2 separate regions of the Zea mays genome follow, and region 1 is linked to region 2. Evidence: chromatin contacts called from public Hi-C data. All regions are on one chromosome and are shown on one strand. Each heading gives the region's core, a stretch centred on a gene start, on an enhancer-like site or on the middle of the called end of the contact. The rest is flanking DNA. Distances are from core to core; before and after follow the strand shown. Region 1 holds the start of LOC100125655. Region 2 has its middle 44 kb from the start of LOC103638112.

The links. A called contact is a pair of places that touch in the nucleus more often than the background predicts.
Region 1: a Hi-C map of ear shows a contact between it and region 2, with 4 times the contacts expected there. The contact joins the promoter of LOC100125655 here to the enhancer-like site in region 2. A contact is called at or near these places in 3 of 25 Hi-C or Micro-C datasets (ear, leaf and tassel).

Annotation. Positions count from the first base shown.
Region 1 is chr9:23,910,468-23,913,167 of Zm-B73-REFERENCE-NAM-5.0, reverse strand. It overlaps LOC100125655, which reads left to right and starts at 1,344. Exons shown (of 9, transcript NM_001112586.1): 1 at 1,344-1,443; 2 at 1,539-1,585; 3 at 1,664-1,736; 4 at 2,185-2,305; 5 at 2,403-2,540. The coding sequence starts at 1,376.
Region 2 is chr9:23,752,603-23,755,302 of Zm-B73-REFERENCE-NAM-5.0, reverse strand. No RefSeq gene overlaps it. Among protein-coding and RNA genes, the nearest start is that of LOC103638112, 44 kb to the right of the region's middle. Within about 2 kb of position 1,267, at least 18 of the 20 cell types and tissues checked have an H3K27ac peak or open chromatin away from gene starts, as enhancers often do. A contact at or near this core is called in ear, leaf and tassel, where this site is marked.

The DNA.
Region 1 (2,700 bases), core at 95-2,594, 160 kb before region 2:
TCAAGTTTTCTGGGATGATCTATAGAAGATTCAGAGCAATGAGCTTAAAGCAATGGATGACTTTTTTCCAAATGGTTCCATCGCTCATTGCCAACATGGTGGACAATAGGGTGCTTCTCAAGGATAAACTACTGAGACGAGGGCATGAAGCCAAGAACACCATTCATACCTATGATAGTTTCCTACTAGGGGCTGCTTTTATCCTCAAGGTAACTTTGCTCCAGTGCTATGCTTGTTCCATTCTGCTTTTGCTGTACCGGGACTAAATATTTACGGATGTATTCTGGTGTCTGACAGTCCTATGTTCTCTGAGTTCTGACTCGAGTCTTTGTGTTTTGATGCTTTGTGTGAGGTATTGGAACAAGAAAAACCGGTCTGATGAACTCAATTGGTTTGCTTCCACAAGAACAAGATTCTAGGGAGAGCCAGAAAACAAGGTCAACAAAAAAGACGCAAGCGCAAATTGGTCTGCTTTCGCCAACCTGAAACTTTGGCGTACGGTTGGAACAGAACATCGTAAGGTACTAGTACTTCAACCTTGTCTCTCATTCTCTATGGCAAGGTTCTTTGTTCAGAACTACAAAAACTCCATTGGTTCTACTTCCAAATATAGGCATTTTTTGTATTTAAAAGGCGAAAGAATAGTTGTATTGTCGAATGCCGCTATACCGTTCTGTACTTCCACAACAGCTCAAGCGGTAGAATCCAGGAAAGCAGTCTAATATCTATCGGGGACACTGTCACGCACTCGTGTGCCAGTTCTCTAGTGAGTTGGGGATTTATTTCGTGTATGCATTTGGAACCTGTAAAATATCCATGAACCTGAATTGGAACCAAGTCTCGATGGGATGATTTGAATTTTGACTGGTCTCTCAAAACATGATAGCTTAGCTCCGTGACACTGGACTCAAAATCATTAAATCTTACATCCTCCGTTCCAACATATATTTCGTTTTTTATTATAGTTTGTATGTATACATTTATTATCATACATTTAAATATGGACATGGACCAAAAAAAATACTAGAAAAACTACTCGACCCATCTTAAAATAATAGTCGTTTTAGCTCTTTATTTTTATTATGTCTATATTTAAATAGATGAAAATGAACGTATATACATATATATAAAACACATATATAAACTTGTTAATTAACTAAAACTAATTTTAATTTAGAACGAGAAGAAGTATCAAAAGACCAGTTAATTTGACATCGGCTCGCATCCCCCCGTTCACCCACCACGGCCACGCAGCGCCGCACGAATCTCGGCGCGGTCCGCGCCTGCATCTTCTCCCTCGTTATCCGCTGGGTCACTCGCTCGTCGCTCCCAAGTCCCACCAAGCTGTCCCCCGACCACTCCGCCGCCCGCTCCAATGGCGGCGCCGGCCAGCTCCTCATGCTTCCACCCACGCGCGACCGCCAGCCCGCCGTCTTCTCTCAGGTCGGTCGCTTCCTCCCTGCTTCTCCGACCCTTCGCACCCTAAACCCTACCCACACTGAGGCTCCGGCTTCTCTGTTTCCCCCCACCTCTTGCAGCGTCGGCACCAAGGTCTTCGTCGGGCTCAGGGCGCAGACCAAGCTCGGTGAGATTCAACCAAAACCTGCTGAAATCTGTGGTGGACTCGTCTTCTGTGCTTGATTTTGGTTTTCGGATTGAGCAGGTTCGTCGGAGTCGTCATGCCCGAATGTCAGCGCTGGGTTCCACACTGCGGTCAACCGGAGAATCTCTCTCAGGTGAGTGTGCGTAGATCCTTAATTGTCACCTGTGCTTGTGTAGACCTTTGCTTGTTGCCTAGGTGTATGTCTGCGCTTACGTTTACCATGTTAATCTTAGTCTCATGGGTTTTGGCACTTACATGGATGCTGTATGCTTGCTGAGCCGAGCTGAGACTAGATTGCTCACTGTATTATATAGGTTGTGGTGATCAATCCAGTATTGTTGATGGATACTGAAACAGATGAGTTTTTTTGTTTCCAAACTAAGATGTTGACATCATGAATGCTTCTATCAGATTGTCAGTTCACGGTTCGAAGAAATTACTCGTTATGTCTCTTCTGATAGTAGTGGGTATTCTAGGTAGCAATATAGCATTTGAGGTAGCAAAAAAAACTTGGAATGATCCTGATGCGGTTTGTTGGGCACATTTCTCATCTCAGTATTCTGCAAATATACCCATGACAGGTTGTCCAAAAAGAAGGCGACCAGAGCCCGCATCTCGATGATGCCTATTGGTACTCCACGTGTGCCTTACCGAACACCTGGTGAAGGAACCTGGCAATGGCTTGACATATGGAACGCTCTGGTAAGACCCAACAACACTGATTATATGCTTCCTTGGGTTGACACAACTTTGTTCTCTTGCTGTGCATGGATAAGTAATTTGAACTGTCCATGTGCAGTACCGTGAGCGGATTATCTTCATTGGGGACAATATAGATGAAGAATTCAGCAACCAAGTGTTGGCAAGCATGCTCTATCTTGACAGCATTGATAATTCCAAAAAGATAATGCTATACATTAATGGACCAGGAGGAGATGTAAGGACCTCAGAATACTATCGTTGTACATATGCTGGTCTCCTTTTATTTCAATGTTATACTTTTTTTTAAAAAAAAAGAGCCCATGATTCTCTGACCTAGTGACCTTTTACCTAGTACCTACTATCATCATCAAGACTTCGAAAAATTGAAGTGGTTG
Region 2 (2,700 bases), core at 18-2,517:
GTATGCATGGTGGCCGGCTCCACTCCACGCATGGCCTCTCCCCGGTGACCCGGTGCCGTATCGGCAGGCGGCCGACCAGAGCCGCAGCAGGAGGAGAGAGGGCGGGCCGGGCCGGCCCCAAGCGGGGACCGGCGGCGACGTGCGTGCGCAGGGGCTGGCCGGCCGGCCGACCGGCCGGGGCCTACGATGAATGAAAGAATGATGCGTCGTCGTCGTCGGTGGAGTAGAGAGCAGTGAGTCCAACAGCGGCCTCGCTCGGCGGCCCGGCCGGACCCCTACCGCCGGCCGGCCACTGCGTCGTCGTCTGCATGCATGCATGCATGCGAAGTGACGACAACAGGCTCCATCGATCCATCCATCCATCACTGCACGCACGCACGCACGCACGCCGTCTCAGCTTTGCAGCAGCAGGCCGGGCAGCGTACGCGAAACGCATGCGATCCATTACTCGTGCATGCCGCCCGGTATGACATGACACGGACACGGACACGGTTACCTAGCCGTGCCGGCTATCGTGCCACACAGGCACATGTTGTGGCGGTGGCGCACAAGCACAAGCAGACACGACGTGCAGTGCAGGTCAGGTACCACATCCAGCTTTGCAAAATAAAAGCTTTCTCATCAAACTTCAGCGACAAATATAAATTCATTCATACAGAAACACCTTCAAAACTATGCTATGCTAGCTTGTGCCTTGTGGCCGGCCGGCGCCTAGCCTGCTTCCGCCTGCAGGCTAGCTAGCTAGTACGTACGTAGCTATCTGGCATCCGATCGTGCATGATACGTAGCTTCAGAGTTCAGAAGCTGCGTGTTGCCTGCATATTTGTCTGGACGCACGCACGCACGCATCTACAACGCCGGCCGGGGCCACCACCACACCACCTAGGCTCTGCTAGCTGTTGCGTGCGGGTAGAGTGGACCGAGACACGGTCGGTCCTCGTCATCGTCCATTGGTGCAGCGCCGTTGACGAACCACTGATTTAATTTTTTTTAGTTAGTCTCAACGTAGGCCGGCCGCCCAATCAATCGCGGTCGGACGTGCTTGCGTTGTGTGGCGCGCTAGCTACTGGCTATACTACCTACCAGTACGCAGTACCAGTCAGGGCAGAGTGCGTGCCACCAGCGTTTCATTCACGTCGCTTTCGACCATAGCCGCTCCGCTGCTGCGGGTTGGGTTGCATGCATGGACATGCGCGGGGCGGCGGGGGCGCACGGCAGGTCATCCGAGCGAGCCGCCCCGTCGGCGCGATGACGTGACGTCTCCACCTCCCGGCCCGGCTACCCTCGTCATAGATTTTACACCTCCCACGTACCCGCTTCTACGGCCCACGGGTGGGAACACCGGGCTACAAACAACTGACAAGCAGCCCAAGTAAGCCCATATACCCAAGTAGCGCTGGTCGCCTGGTCAGACACGGATGGTATAATAACAGGCTGTTAAGTAACCTTAGTTAGGGTTATGTGGATAAATATCTGTTTTGCCCTTGAGGGGTCTCACATATCTATATAAGAAATCTGTACACTCCCTCATAATACAGAGAAGAGAAAGATGCCAGAGGCCCAACCTTATATCATGTGTCGTGTGTTACACTGTCGTGCTTCTGGGAAGGGAGACGGGTTCTCTACAGCTTCTCGCGCCTCTACTGCTGACGGGAGGGAAGGAAGCGGATCTGGTGATCTGTGGTGACGTAGTTCTCAACACGTTATCAGCACGCTCTACCTCGACGTCGCTGCGGGATCATATCAACATCAACTCTTCGTCAAGCCGGCAGGTCCTCTGGCCTAGCCGAACTGCCCTACGCGACAGGTTTCGATTCCTCTACGTAATATAGCGGTATGAGATTGACTATATTGTTCTTAACCTGTTCATCGGAAGAATCTGGTCGTCACTCCGATTTCCCCCGTAGGGGCACATGGCACAACCACCATCCTACCTCCGTGAGATGCTTCTCTGTTGTTACCTCCGCGTCGCGCTGGAGTTTGTGCACACGCTGGAGGCGCACCCACATCGGCAGCTCGCAGCCGCGCTGCGCCAGAAGTCGCGCCGCGCTGAGGTCACGCCCGTGCCGGAGAAGCTTGCTAGAGCGCGGCCACGGCGGAGTCTGCGCGTCCGCGAGAGGCGACGATCAACGCAAATCCGTGGTCTGGCATAGAGTCTGAGCTGCGACTCGCTCATCTGAGCCCAGGCGGCAGCAGCCAGCCAACCCGTTGCTTGCATGCATGGTGGCTCTGCTTGCTCCTGCTCTGTGGTCGTTCAAGCGCCGTGATACGGTCAAATGCAGCGCATGCACCATCGGAAAGTGGCTTGCATGTCCATTCACGGTCCGGTTACTTGGGGATCTAGTAGTACCTTTCTTGACTGCTTCCTTCCCCAGAAGTGAGAAGACGTTGTTTACCCTGACATGCATTCTGCTGCATGCGCATAGTATAAGGATAAAGGACACGCATGCAGCCATCAAGCGCCTACTAGAGTTGCGGCCATACCTGAAGTGCGGTTAAAAAAAGTGTGATTAGCAAAAGATGGACTAGCGGATGGGTAGCACTCTCTCTCCACCACTCCGCATGGTCCAGCCATCATTTGAGGCCGAGTGAGTGAATAGAAAAAAGGAAATGAAAAATCCTTAAGTGCATGCGGCTACACTAATAAAAAAAAATGAGGATGCTAACTTGTCAAAGGACGGATCTCGTTGATCCGGTTTT